Linked DNA regions of Mus musculus: regions 1, 2, 3 and 5 are each linked to region 4. The links are chromatin contacts, called in public ChIA-PET and Hi-C maps. All regions are on one chromosome and are shown on one strand. Each heading gives the region's core, a stretch centred on a gene start, on an enhancer-like site or on the middle of the called end of the contact. The rest is flanking DNA. Distances are from core to core; before and after follow the strand shown. Region 1 has its middle 17 kb from the start of Gm41067. Region 2 holds the start of 1700084D21Rik (RIKEN cDNA 1700084D21 gene). Region 3 holds the start of Esm1 (endothelial cell-specific molecule 1). Region 4 holds the start of Ccno (cyclin O). Region 5 overlaps Gm41067 (a long non-coding RNA gene).

Region 1 (2,700 bases), core at 141-2,640, 240 kb before region 4:
AAGGCCAAGGCCATCCTGGGACAAGGGATCCTGTCCCAAACTAAACAAATGAACAGAAAAGAATGAAGGGCCCTGGTCACTTTAAAAAGTTAACACAAGTCCTAAAACTGTAATGCCGATCACAGAAAAAGAGACTGCCTCTTTTTTTCCTGGGCTCCTTGAAAACAAATTCACTGGGCATAACTTACACCTGATGAGCGGCACCTAGTAGCACACGCCTTTAATCCTAGCAGGGGAGGCAGAGGCAGGCCCATCTCCATGAGTTTGAGACCAGCCTGGTCTCCATTGTGAGCTCCAGGACAGCCAGGGCTGTGTCTCAAAAACATGGAACAAATACATAGCCAAGGAGATAGGAGCAGAGTCTTGCCTCTACTCACACGTGCAGATGCCAGCCTGGGAGATGCCGGGGCTGATCTTCAGGCTCTTAGAGAACTATCCCTCCTGAAAGTACCCTTGCTCTCGGCAATCACATAACTTGTAGCTAGGCTAGGGGCAGGGTACCTGGAAGGAGGGGAGTTAGGGACCCTGTCTCACTCTATCGATCATTATAGTGAGATATGTATCCGTGTGTCTTATGGAATAGTATGTGTATCTGTTTGCTAGAGTTGTTATTACAAAGCACTACACACTGGGTGGCTTCCGCAATGGAAACTTATTCTTTCCTGGTTCTGGTGGCTAGACTTTGGTTGGTAGGTAGTCTTGGGTATTTTCTGAGGACTGTGCATGGCTGGGCAGTCTCTCCCTCTGCATGATATGCCTCTGAGTTTCCATTTCCTATCAGGCCCCCAATTAATCCTGGATTTGGGCCCATCCTGATGACCTTATTTTGAACTTAATTGCCTCTCTAAAGACTCGTATTTTTAAATAACATCCAACTCTGAGGACTCTTAGGACCTCGACATGTAAACACTGGGAGACACAATTTTATCTAAACACCAAGCAACCTGCCTGGCTTTGGTTTCCCCATTAGAGGAGAATGCGGGCCTCAGTCCTCCTTAAGAGCTCTTTCAGACCCAGTGTTCCAAGATTTACTCAGCCCTTTGCAGCTGCCAAACCTGGCCCCACCATTCACTTGGCTGTAACTACAAGAATTTTCCCTCCTTGGTCCTGCCAGGCAGGCCCGGAGCAGGAGGGAGATGCGTGAGGAAACGGTGCAAGGGTGGGGTTTCCTTTTAACTTTTTTTGTTGTTGTTTGCACTAGTTCTGTAACAGGACAAACATTCGGAGCAGAGTGAAACGGGGGTCCTGTCATCCTAAAGCAATGCCATGCTTCTTTTCCTAAATACGAGGTGTCGTGTGCGCCAGCTGCCATGACAAAATCCATCCAGGAGAGCCTAGGTAGTTTGTTCTCTCTGCCAATTCGCTGGCAGCAGAATGCTCCCCCAGCTGTCCTCCAGCCAGGCTAGGAACTAAGTGGAACCCGCCAGCCTCCGGGGTTGGGAGGGCTTAGAGACAAGAGGGGGCGGGGCTTAGAGACAAGCGCCAGAGGGGGACCCGGAGGGGGAAAAGGACAGGGAGGAAAGGGCAAGGGAGAGACAGATATAGAGGGGAGAAAGGAGAAAGGAAGAAGTGGGGGAGGAAGGGAGAGGAGAGGCAGGAAGGCAAAGAAAGACAGGAGGAAGGAGGAAGGAAATATCACTGGCCTGGAGGGGTAACCTAGTTTCTTTAAGGGGCCCAGACAGGAAGGGCAAAAGGCCGGGCTCCAGGCCTGGCGATCATAGAAATTACGGTCTGGTCAGCATCATCTTTAGGGAGAATTTAGAAAAATTGGGGTTTGCTTGCCTATAAATAAAAAAAAAAAAAAAAAAAAACATGGGTTTTTGAAAGCCTAACCTAAGGACACGAAACCTATATAAGGAAGCAGCGCCGGGCTGTAGTTAACCCAAGGCCCAGAGCAGTCCACTTCCTTTCTTTGTGTCTTTTTTTACTCCTAGTCTCTAAATGTGGAGATGGTAATGCCATTGCACTCGGCTCAACTTAAAAATACCTTCTTCTAAGCCACCTGACTCCCCGCCCTCACCCCCACCCCCACCCCCACCCCCACCCTCCGTACTTCTAGCCAGTAAGGAATCTTCCATGGTCACCTGATCATGGTCTAGTGAGCCTTGCTGGAAGCATCCAAGACTCCAGATGTTGAACACAGCCAGGGCACACAGCTCCACCACTCACCCTGACTGTCCTCCTCATCTTAAGAATGTGCCAAACCTTTATGTTCAAGCCTTTTTTATTAGGAGCACCTTGGCTTCCTATCCAAGTCATCTGGAGAGATTCCCCCGTGGGGCTTTCTTCCCAGCTTTTATGATGTTTAAGAGTGAGTCGCGGGTGCTGCTTTCTGGCTCTGAGTACATCCACGTCTTTCTTTCTCTTCCCACCCTGTGTGGCAGTGAAGGGAAAGGCCGGCCTTGTGACCCTGCTTCTTCTGCTACTAAATGTATGATTGGGAAAAGGGCCTCTGCAGGCAGAAAAAGTGGTTCATTTATCGTGAAAAACATTTGTGGTGTTGGTGGGTTGAACCTAATTATAATAACATGCAACAGCTTTCTCTGGCTCAGTCCTATATCTCAACTGGGTTCTCTCTCTCTCTCTCTCTCTCTCTCTCTCTCTCTCTCTCTCTCTCTCTCTCTCTCTCTCCTCGATGGTTCATCTCAACAGCAGGCACCTTGGGATGCTTATTAAACCCGGCATATGGGGAATCATATT
Region 2 (2,700 bases), core at 149-2,648, 150 kb after region 4:
GTTTGGTTATTGATGATGGGTTCCCACCAAGTAGACATGGAAGATCTGATGCACGTCGTCAGGATGGAGTGGGCTGAGCGGAGAATGTGGAAGGCCATGGGCTCCTGTGTTTCTGCCAGAGTTTAGGTCATCACTGTTCTTTTCTGTCAGTAAAGGATGGTGTGGGAACAGGCTTTCCCCACAAAGTGGTGGTGGAAAAAGGGTCCACGCAATTCACTGACTTTCTGAACTGTGGGCTTAGATTGAACTTTGACATGAGAACAGACTTTGATGGGGTTCTCACCAAATTCATTTGGTTAGAGTTTGGTCAGTTAGATGTGGTCTAGGCCAAAATGTACCGTGTGGTGGGTTTTTCTAGGTAACAGAGTGCTCTCCCCAGCCTCTCAGCACACAACACAGTAGCACATCCTTTCATGTCACCACCTAAACCACCCGCTTGCTGCTGCTTCTGCTCTGTCTCTGGGACAGTCACTCATTTCTAGCTTCGTGTAGTCACTGCATTAAGATTTAGGTCATAAGCTATACATGTCATCTATGTAACAGTGTAATTAGATGATTTTAGGTATATTGCATTATTAATTTAAATACTAGATAGATTATAAAAATGCCCTTTTAAACCATGTTACTAATGACTTCAATAGTATCAAATAGAGGCATAACATCTCAAATTCTCACTGCTACCTTTCTAAATCTTTCTCATCACTTCCTATCAGAAACTCTAGAACTGTAAGGCAAGAAATGCCCTTCTATTCTCCCTTCCGCTCAGCATCTGGTGACCTTTATTCTGTGTCAATGGGTTTGCCTGTTTAAATGTTTCAAAGGAGTCGAATCAAATACCACTCATCCTTTTGACTGCTTTGTTCTGTTGGTATAGTATTTTTAAGGTCCATTCTTGTTGCAGCCTGCATCAGAATGTATTCTAATTGTTGAATAATGCACCACCGTTTACCCATTCACCTGCTGAAGGTGTCGGGCTGTTCTCAATTCCTGGCTACTATCATTGCTTCACAGGTCTTTGCTTGCATTCCTTTGAGTGTGTACTCAGGAGAAAATGGCTGAGCCATGTGTTTCCATTCTCTTGAGTGTTTCCAAGGAATTTTCTCATTACTAGAAAACTTTAGACCCTAGGTTAGTCTTCCTTCTCTACTACAATTTCTGCCTTCTTTCTAGGTGGCTCAGTACCTGTGCAGTGCCCTGCCCTCTCAATTCCTTGAACCCATCTTCTTCATGTTAGCTTTTTACCTTCATAATATTTCCCTCTCTGACTCCAGTCCATCTACCTTGGCTGTCCCCTAAGTCCACTCTAACCAGGGTTTCATTCCATCATTACACAAAATGGCTGATGTCAAGGCCACAGAGGCACATTGTGATGGTCTATATATGCTCGGCCCAGGGAGTGGCACTACTAGAAGGTGTGGCCTTGTTGGAGTAGGTGTGTTACGATGGGTGTGGGCTTAAGACCCTCATCCTAGCTTCCTGGAAGTGAATATTCTGCTAGCAGCCTTCAGGCCCTGATGGAAAAGGCCATGGATTGATGGAAACTGCAAGGAAGAGAATCCACTCAGCTCAGGAGATAGAGGAATTGGAAACAGGTTAGGAGAAATTGCCTCCACTGAAGTACAAGAAGGGATGAGGACTGACTAAAACCCCAAACACAAATCAAACACAAATAGGTCAGAGAAGACAGCCCAGGTGCTGTGGAATAGATGATGTGAACCAAATAGTGCCGTGGCAAGGCTTATAATAGAGGAATGGTCATGGCTATTACCTATTTGGTCTAGGGAGAGCGTGGGTATTTCCCCTAGCTTGCAAGTGGTACCCATCCTGTACGCCAACCCTGCCTGGAATCATTTCCAAATCACAATCTTTGCCAGATGCAAAACTGGCTTCTCCTTTATTGTGACTGATGTGGGTGTAGTCTGAGTCGCCAAATAAGTAGAGTCTAGGGTGACTGAATCCTGCTTTTCAGTGATTATAGAGGAGAAGAACTCTGAAGTCCCTCCTTCCATGCCTTCCTCAGTGCCCAGAGACCAGGAACTGGAGCCTAAGATGACACACCTCTGTAGTCCCATAAGGTAGCTGAATATTTCATTTCTCAAACATGTAGCTTAGTGTTTTCTCTACCCCCAAATAATTATGTGTTTGTTTTATTTTTTTATGCACCTAAACATAATATTTAGCTTATAAGATATGGCATTTTTATCTGTCAAAAGTCCCTGAGTTGGTAAAATTTGATAACTAAATGACGGTATGGCCTAGATGATGGATATATATGGATTCTGTATTATTAAAACATATAGTCCACAACGGTTTTGATATGCTGTCTATATTTCAATTGAACTTCTGCCAGAAGCAATCTTAAAATGTAGTTTTGTCACTTATATCCAGAAATATTATTCATTGTGGCCATATCCATAATAATCATAATGAGTTACATGAAAAAAATTGAAATCCAGTTTACTAATTTTAAATGTCTATTCTGTTATTTAGACTTTTTAAGAGGTAGCTGTGATGGCTGATTTTTTTCCCTAAACGAGCTTAAAGAAATAGTTGGGCATATTTGGCTTTTTAGAGTATTTATACTGAAATATAGTTGTAGCTTTGTGGTCCTATACTGAGACATTTGAAAGCCCAGCTGTTGGGCAGGAAGTCAAAGCTACATAGATGTTTCAGCTTGATACATTGAATCTAGCTACAGCA
Region 3 (2,700 bases), core at 81-2,580, 220 kb after region 4:
CAGCCTTTAGAGGCCTCAAGGCTTTCAGAGGTCAAACACTCTAAAGCCATGAGCTCTCAACAGAAGACGAGGAGTTCTGTGGATGCACCACAGTCAGTTTGTGACAGACAGGAGTTACCCGCTTCGCTGGGTCATTTCTTTACCAGTCGGTAGTGACTTTATCTTTTTGTTGACAAATTGGGTTGGGAGCTAAAAATGGAACACAGCATTAGTGTGAGGACTTTTCTGTCTGCTCTGACATCTAGCATCCCCTTGTTGCACAAGCCTGGCTACACAAGGTCCTGGGCCAGCCAATACTTTGAGAGGACTATTGTTTTCCTTGGTGGGGCCACACTGTGTCCCTCCATAGCATGAAGACCTTGTTTCCTGGTGGGTAATGTTTTTCCTTCCCCATGACTTGCCTTTCTGGAGCTGTGTTCCGATTTCCCTGCTGGCTCACTTGTTTCTTTGGGCTTACTGCCTTGTTTGGGAAGTTTGAAGCAAGAGCTCCGATAGATGCCAGGAGGTGAGAGGAAGGACCGGGTGGATGCAGTCATTGGACACACAGACTTGGTGATGGATGAGCCTTCTCGCCAGGGGGTTTGGGTCAGGAGCAGTCCAACTGACAAGTTTTTCCAGAACTGAGTAATTCAGTAACAATGCCGGGACAACCTTCTCTCTCTCTCTCTCTCTCTCTCTCTCTCTCTCTCTCTCTCTATTGATTAAAAAAAAATGCTAAGCTGTAGCATATCTGACTAAACACAGCAACAGCAAGGACAGACTTGAACATGGATAGCATAAATACTTTAGAGATAACAACAGAGGAGGAACTTGTGAGGAAGGAAGAAGTCTTTAAAAGGCTTCTATCCAAATATTTTCCTTCTTCTAAGTCTTGAAAAAACACAATATATAACTATTTCTTCTTCCAAATGATCTCATAGCTATTTATTGAGGAAAATGCCAAATTATTATTATTATTATTATTATTATTATTATTATTATTATTACTATTATTATCATCATCATTTACTTGATAGATGCTTCTGGCTTGATTTATGTCTATGTCAGTCTCCTCCGTGCTAAGGGACTCTGAGACAAAGCTACATCCTAAGTGTTATGTTGGTGTCAGAGCAATTCCTGTGCAGTAGGGGGCTATGCTATGCAACCTTCGTTATTCCCCCTTCTCAGATGTCCTTGAGTCTTTGAGACGGATGTGAGCAGAGTTTTTCAGCCCTCATGCAAAACAACCATCTAAACATAACAGATGACATCAGCTTGGGCTTTTCAATTCCTGGATGGCAGCAGCGTGTTAATCCAGCCTTCATCCTGGATTTCATAAACTAAAACAAGAGAGGCTGGCAAGAGCACAGCGCTGCTGCTGGGTTGAGGAAATTGATGACGGGGAAGCATGCGGGCAACACAGTGTATAAAACTCATAACCGTGTAGGCTGAAGCTCAGCTACTACTTTGGACGGCTGCTTCCCTCCAGCAAAGACCACGACGGCAGGGAGCTGAGCAGGAGCCAGCTGCGAGACATGAAGAGCCTCTTGCTGCTGACCACACTCCTGGTACCTCTGCACCTGGGCATGGCCTGGAGCGCCAAATATGCGGTGGATTGCCCGGAACATTGTGACAAAACTGAGTGCAGAAGCAGCCTGCGTTGCAAGAGGACAGTGCTGGATGACTGTGGCTGCTGCCAGGTGTGCGCCGCGGGACCTGGAGAAACCTGCTACCGTACAGTCTCAGGCATGGACGGGGTCAAGTGTGGTCCGGGGCTGAAGTGTCACTTTTACAGCGAGGAGGATGATTTTGGTGACGAGTTTGGTATCTGCAAAGGTAAAGAGCGACTCTTTGCTTCCCACCGTGCAGGGCTCCCGGAGGGTATTTAGTCAGCCTGAGGAGGTGCGTGTTCCTTCCTCTGAACAACCAGGGAGGATGCTTGGATGCAGGTGGTGTGCTTGATAGAGAGAAAAAGGATATCTGCCGGGAGGTTTGGAAAGCAGCGTGCAGAAGTCACAAGGGCTGCAGCATCCCGTTCACTGCATGCATTCAGATTTGAGAAGGGAAGTTGCAGTTGGTAGCTTGTGTGTCTTCTTTTTCTGAGAGGCTTTAGAAATCTGACAGGTAGCCTGTTACAAATGCTTAAGGTGTCTGTTCCCCTGGAAGCCAATGATTCCAGAGGTCCTCCTGAGATAACCTCTTAAAGCTGTTTCTAGCTCCCCAGATTTCACCAGCCTTTGATCTTGAAAGAGTTCACCGGGAGGAGTGCCTTACTCAGGCTCAAGTATTTCTGATGAGCACTAATGTGCTTTATGGCATAAGGTGGGCTTAAGTCAGGCAACAAAATAACTCATGCTCTTGCAAGAGGGTCCCCTGAAGTATAAAATAAGCCTAGCTTAACTTTTAAAATGTTTCTGTTAGGCAGAAAGTAGCAGATGTTGTAAGACAAGCAGAAATAATAGTAACCTAAAAGTCTGTTTTTTTTAAAAAAGGTGACTCTTTTATAGATTTAAAGAAAAGAAGTGAAATTATAATTAAGACAGAAACCAGAGCTAAATGATGCCTTGATTTGTCTGTGGAATTTATTTTCAAACCTAGTGACTAAATTAATATTTTTAAATGAATAAAAATAAAAGAAAAGGTTATTTAAAAGTCTGCATACATAGATGCTATATAATCTTATCACAATATGCTATCATGGTTAAAAAAAAAAAAAAAAAA
Region 4 (2,700 bases), core at 49-2,548:
GGAAGAGGTCTGCTATGTGGCCCCCTTGCTGTGGATTCGGTTGATCTCCCCGTAATGTTACCCATCAACAGCCTGAGAGGAGACAGAAAGCCAGGCACTTGCATGTAGAAAACTCCTCTCAGGTGATTCTCAGCAACCCCGCGTCACACAAGTGCTGCAATTTAAAGCGCCTTCAGAATCACAGAGAATAGAAACGGAGGCGAGAAGCTGAAATCCAGCCCTTTCCCCTCACCTGCTTCTCTGGCAAGTTTCTAGGGGGAGGATTTGCACGTGGACTCCAACAATTTCCAGCTGTCTTTGGAATCAGTGAGGACGGCCGCGTGTGCAGAACTCACAGCGCCTTAACGTCTCTTTTAGATCAGGACCGGAGTTTGGAGTACACGGGTTGAGAATGGAGAAGGTGTCACATTCTACCTTTCTCTCTTGTCCCCGCGCCTCCCCCTCCCCCAACTCTGCATTCCTTTGATTTCCCTCCATCCTACCCTGGGCACAAAGAATAACCTAGAAAGGTAGAGGGTTAAAAGCTAATGACCCAAAGCAGAACACACTGTGAGCAATTCCACAGAAATGCCACCTGTGACATTAAGGCCCTAAACGGCTGCAGCCTTGGCGTGTTTGGCTCGGGATGAAAAGTGCGGGGCAAAGTATCCAGAGGGCAGCGGGCTTGTGCGACGGTCATTTGAAGTAACTTCCTACGTTTTTGGATCACAAATACCTGTCTGACAGGACGGGCTCCCACATACTTAACAGACGTTAGCGACGCGCCAAAGTTCTCCTTCCCTGGGCCAGCGGAATGAAATAAAATAGTCGCAAATCAAGTCCTTTTATGGGTCACTGAAGAAAACCTAGCCTGATCTTGGTCCGGAGCTCAGAGGCGGACCCACCTGGATGAGGGTTGGCATAAAAGATGATCACACCAGGCCAGACAATCTAACCAAGGACCAGGTTCCCCGGAGCAGCCTTTCCCTTTTTCCGGGGGCGGCTGAACCGCTCAGACGGCCCATGGCTCCCCTAGGTGGCCAGTGATCTTTACGCTCTTCCACCGAGCTCAAGCAGCTGGCGCCAGGACCCGGGCTGCGGTTGCCACGGTGACGACAGACGCGCGGAGCCTGCAGCTGAAGGCGGGTGAGAGGCGGGAGTTGCAACGCCTCCTCCCCCTGCAACCAGCGCGGGGGCCACGCGTTGCTCGCACGCGAGGGGTGTGGCTCTGCCTCCGGGAAAGCGCGGCCCGTGGGCGGCTCGGGGCTCAGCCAGTGAGAGGCCGGGGGAGTGGTGGAGGGAAGGCACAGTCCGGGTACTTAGAGCTGCGCCGCCAGCGGGACCGGATCTTCCTCGCAGCTCTCGCGCCGACGCTCCGGGCGTCGTAGACGCTAGGAGCGCTACCCGATTGTAACATGGTTACCCCTTGCCCTGCCAGCCCGGGCAGCCCCGCCGCGGGAGCCGGGAGGCGAGACAGCCACCAGAACCTCCGCGCCCCAGTGAAGAAGAGCAGACGCCCGTGCCTCCGGAGAAAGAAGCCGCTGCGGCCGCTGAACGCGTGTTCGCTCCCGGGAGACTCGGGCGTCTGTGACCTTTTCGAGTCCCCCAGCTCCAGCTCGGACGGCGCCGACAGCCCCGCAGTGTCTGCGGCGCGGGACTGCAGCTCCCTACTCAACCCTGCCCAGCCCTTGACAGCGCTGGATCTCCAGACCTTCCGAGAATACGGCCAGAGCTGCTACGACTTCCGAAAGGCGCAGGAGAATCTTTTCCACCCGCGGGAGTCGCTGGCGCGCCAGCCACAAGTGAGGCGCTGGCAAGAGCCAGACCCGGGGCCGTCGCGCTTCTGTCTCTCCCAGGCTAGCTCGCTCTCTCCATGGCTGCTGGCTGCCCTTCGCACAGCCCTAGTCATTGCAGCCCATTATCTGCCATCAGTAGGAGCAATTGGGACCTTCAAGGATTGGCCCACTGACCTATTTAGATGGAGAAAGGTTGTGGGTGGAGAGGTGGATATCGGAAGTTATAGGGGGTGGGTAGAGGAGTTTTATTATAACGCAGTTCGACAGCTTCTACGTCAGATCCAGAACTCCTAAATTTGCTTGCACTTCTGTTTAAAAAAAAAACAAAAACTTTACCCCCCACCCCCCACCCCTTATAGTCCCTTTGACTTGCTGAGAGGGTTAGACTGGGTAGTGTGCCCTAATGCACTGTGCACAATACCAGGCGCGAGCCCAAACGTTCCCAGGCGTTCCGGAACGCCTGGTTTAAGGCAGGCCCGTACCTCCCCCCCTCCCCCCCACGTGCCTCCTATTTTTCAGTCATTTAGCGTTTTCCCCTTTGCCTCTCTGCCTCTCTGGATTGTTTTGTTCGGGCGCGCGCTTCAGCACACTCCCCCTCTCGCTCCCGGCCAGGTGACTGCCGAATCGCGCTGTAAACTGCTCAGCTGGCTCCTGCAAGTCCACCGCCAGTTCGGCCTCTCTTTCGAGTCGCTGTGTCTGACCGTGAATACTCTGGACCGTTTTCTCCTCACGACCCCTGTTGCTGCAGACTGCTTCCAGCTGCTCGGGGTCACCTGTCTGCTCATCGCTTGCAAGCAGGTACCACCAGGCGAAAGAGTGCGATGTGTTTGCAGCCAGCGCCCCCCTTCCCCAACTCGTGCATGGCTTAGGGCTGGGTTGCTTGGCTTATCTGGGCAGATGCTCGAAGATCTTTCCATGTCATAGC
Region 5 (2,700 bases), core at 71-2,570, 210 kb before region 4:
GCTTGCCAGAGCCCAAACAGGACCGCGTTGGTAGCATCATCCCTGCCCCCCTCGGGGGTGGGATGGGGGTGGGGAGGACTCTTTCTTTTTCTTTCTTTTTTTTTTTTTTTCCCAGAACTGCTTGTTTCTGTCTCAATCACATCCAAGGACATCTAGATGATCCCTTTGGCTGTCAGAAAACAGTTTTGAGCACGACACACCGTAGAAGCCTTCTCCATCCAAACTTGGGTTCTAGTCACTGGAAAAACCTCTCTAGGGAAGACGGAAAAGCTGAGCCACCCGTTTCTGTCTGGGACAGCTTTGCTCCCGGCCCCTTTTCCTGCATCAGCTTTTACTTAATGGGTTGTTTTATTTGGCAATGACCAAGCAAGGAAACCAAGGATATTAATAATGATAATCGACATTTGAACTTCCTGGGTACGACGTGTACTTTGTGCCCAAGTGCTGAATAGATTTTTTTGTTTAAAAAAAAAATTGTACATGCATGGATGAGACTAAAAACTGTCACAGACTTAAATAATATTTTTGTCTTTGTGCCATTTGAACCAACTCTTCTTTCTTTTCCTAGCTTTGGTCCTTGGAAAGGTTCGAGGTCCCAAAGCAACGTTATTTATGCCGGCTGCAACCCTTGCCACGAAGCCTTGAGGCATCCCAATTACTAATTCAACGGCGGGGAGCTGAAGCAATCCGGTGATTTTCCATCAATAAGATGGTTTCCATCAGCAAAACCCCATGGGGAATGATAGGGCTACTCGGTGACTCGAGCGCAGATATCATCATAAATCTGATTTTTTTTTCTTTCTTTCTGCTTTTTGCAAAGGAAACCCCACCTGCTGGTGTGTGGGTTATTGACACAGCAGCCCTTTTGGTTCTAGTGCCAATTCTTCCTGAATTAGAAGGGAAATCCAAGGGGAGGCCATAAGTGCGAGGAAACAGAGGGCCTGCAAGAAGTGGTTCACTTTAACTCATTGTGATCTGTGCAGTTCAAGTCCTGGGGCATCACAAACCTACAGCAAATATTTGCTGGGCACACTAAAGTCTGCCCACAAGACAATTTATCAGGAAACAATCCCTGAGGTGGAGAACCAATGCCCACATTTATTTATTTATTTATTTATTTGTTTGTTTGTTTGTTTGTTTGTTTGGCATGGGAATGGTCTACATTTCTGAGAAAAACTAAGCCGTGAGAACTTCTACGAAGTGAGCTGATACCGTGGGGATGAGAACACACGAGCCTGAGACTCTAACGCTCCCGACGGGCTCTGGCCTGGAGTCGGTCCCACGTGCTGACACTTCTTACAAACCAATGGAGAAACTGCTCCCTTAGGAGTGAGTATCCCTAAGAAGAATTTTCAGTGTCGGTGGTGTGTATGAATAGCACCGTAGTGACCACACATTCTGTGGAAATCCCCAGTGAAAGCATCTTATGCATTTGCCTTCCGAGCCTTGAAACTTTTCCCCCAGTCATTTGGCCTTTTAAAGCTTCCTGAGCCTCCCCATTCTGTTTCCTGCGCTCTGAAATTTTTTACTGGTGATTAGAAAGCGTGAAGCTAGATCCTGCCAACACCCCAGGAGAAAATCGAAGGTGATCTGAGAACCATCCAGACCATGCTTAGGTATGTAAGTCACCCCTAAACACTCCTGCCCTTCTCGCCTGCTTTGTCTCCTTTTTTGGGTACAAAGTATGATACCCACACAGAGCCTAGTTTGTTGAAGCAATAGTAATTTTTTTAAAACTTTCACAATTCCCTGATGGAGAAACAACTATTGGAATCATACATTAGTGTATTTCTCTTTAGCTATTTTTTCTGTGCTGATAAGTTAGTATGTTATAATCATGTTCATTATGAATTATGTTATGTTATAATGTGTGTTAAGCCAGCATGATCACTATAAACAATTCACACACAGAAATGAATAAAGGATAAACATCTCCTAGAATCTGAATCCTGGAGATAATTATTGAGGCAGTTTTACCTATGTTAATCAGTTGCATTCATTATCTTGATAGAAGTATCTGTGTCAGTTATATTCCTATTACATATTAGATACACTTACTTGATTTTCTACCAAGTGGCTTATATTATATACTCTATTCTATAATTTCTTTTATTCACACTATGACAACAGAACCAGATATCCTTTCAAGTTCACCTATGTGTAATGATTCTGCTTTCAAAATGACTACCCAGCATTTCATGGAATGAAGATACTATACCTTTTAAAGTGTAAGCCCTACTGGGAGTTGCTATTTCTAGTTTTTTGCAGCTATGAATGGTGCAATAGACATCTGATGTATTTGTCTTTGCATGCCTGTCTGGGAAGCAGAGCTACTAGATCTAATATGTGAGCGTGCATGTTTTCACGTGAGTGTGATGGTTACATCATATTTAATTGTGTCCTCCCACTAGTTCCATGAAATATTATATGATTTAATGGTACCACAATAATATTGCAGATTCAATTTAATAGTTACATGGTCTCCCTCTAAGGGACAAGGACTCATGCTGAGTCATATAAATATGACCAACACTGTATGGGAGACAATAGTCTCTCACTGTTTTCACCACTAGCAGCTGGCCTTAACCACATCTTGGGTGGAATTTGATGTGTTTCTAGAATATCTTGATCAAGGAGAAAAAGATATGTAAGTGATTTTTGTGGGAAAACTGCATTATGTTTATAAAGGGAGGCAAAAGG

What was found. Hi-C and Micro-C count contacts between places; a contact is called where the count stands out from the background. ChIA-PET counts read pairs in DNA pulled down with a chosen protein or histone mark.
Region 1: a Hi-C map of the N1E-115 cell line shows a contact between it and region 4, with 4 times the contacts expected there. The contact joins the enhancer-like site here to the promoter of Ccno in region 4. A contact is called at or near these places in 2 of 39 promoter capture datasets (liver and pre-B cells), 3 of 484 Hi-C or Micro-C datasets (the N1E-115 cell line and embryonic stem cells), 3 of 115 datasets of contacts at active chromatin or transcription factors (embryonic stem cells and stem cell-derived neural progenitor cells) and 2 of 9 other capture datasets (adipose tissue and pancreatic islet).
Region 2: an RNA polymerase II ChIA-PET map of effector CD8 T cells shows a contact between it and region 4, with 14 read pairs. The contact joins the promoter of 1700084D21Rik here to the promoter of Ccno in region 4. A contact is called at or near these places in 7 of 39 promoter capture datasets (the 3T3-L1 cell line, embryonic stem cells, hippocampal neurons and 3 more), 2 of 484 Hi-C or Micro-C datasets (cerebral cortex and double positive thymocytes) and 3 of 115 datasets of contacts at active chromatin or transcription factors (CD8 T cells, effector CD8 T cells and memory CD8 T cells).
Region 3: a contact with region 4 is called in an RNA polymerase II ChIA-PET map of effector CD8 T cells, with 26 read pairs. The contact joins the promoter of Esm1 here to the promoter of Ccno in region 4. A contact is called at or near these places in 3 of 39 promoter capture datasets (embryonic stem cells, hippocampal neurons and stem cell-derived epiblast-like cells), 4 of 115 datasets of contacts at active chromatin or transcription factors (double positive thymocytes, effector CD8 T cells, embryonic stem cells and 1 more) and 3 of 9 other capture datasets (adipose tissue, liver and pancreatic islet).
Region 5: a Hi-C map of embryonic fibroblasts shows a contact between it and region 4, with 4 times the contacts expected there. The contact joins the enhancer-like site here to the promoter of Ccno in region 4. A contact is called at or near these places in 2 of 39 promoter capture datasets (pre-B cells and stem cell-derived epiblast-like cells), 3 of 484 Hi-C or Micro-C datasets (embryonic fibroblasts and embryonic stem cells) and 1 of 115 datasets of contacts at active chromatin or transcription factors (embryonic stem cells).

Annotation. Positions count from the first base shown.
Region 1 is chr13:112,750,526-112,753,225 of GRCm38.p6, forward strand. No RefSeq gene overlaps it. Among named protein-coding and RNA genes, the nearest start is that of Gm41067, 17 kb to the right of the region's middle. Within about 2 kb of position 1,391, at least 106 of the 459 cell types and tissues checked have an H3K27ac peak or open chromatin away from gene starts, as enhancers often do. A contact at or near this core is called in the N1E-115 cell line, adipose tissue, embryonic stem cells and 2 more, where this site is marked.
Region 2 is chr13:113,134,678-113,137,377 of GRCm38.p6, forward strand. It overlaps 1700084D21Rik (RIKEN cDNA 1700084D21 gene), which reads left to right and starts at 1,399. Exons shown (of 3, transcript NR_131045.1): 1 at 1,399-1,592; 2 at 1,970-2,075.
Region 3 is chr13:113,208,329-113,211,028 of GRCm38.p6, forward strand. It overlaps Esm1 (endothelial cell-specific molecule 1), which reads left to right and starts at 1,331. Exons shown (of 3, transcript NM_023612.3): 1 at 1,331-1,815. The coding sequence starts at 1,515. The region is part of intron 2 of Gm41069 (a long non-coding RNA gene); the gene reads right to left.
Region 4 is chr13:112,986,504-112,989,203 of GRCm38.p6, forward strand. It overlaps Ccno (cyclin O), which reads left to right and starts at 1,299. Exons shown (of 3, transcript NM_001081062.1): 1 at 1,299-1,781; 2 at 2,388-2,573. The coding sequence starts at 1,395.
Region 5 is chr13:112,771,716-112,774,415 of GRCm38.p6, forward strand. Gm41067 (a long non-coding RNA gene) reads left to right here. Exons shown (of 3, transcript XR_873969.2): 2 at 569-1,616. Among named protein-coding and RNA genes, the nearest start is that of Gm41067, 4.4 kb to the left of the region's middle. Within about 2 kb of position 1,321, at least 40 of the 459 cell types and tissues checked have an H3K27ac peak or open chromatin away from gene starts, as enhancers often do. A contact at or near this core is called in embryonic fibroblasts, where this site is marked.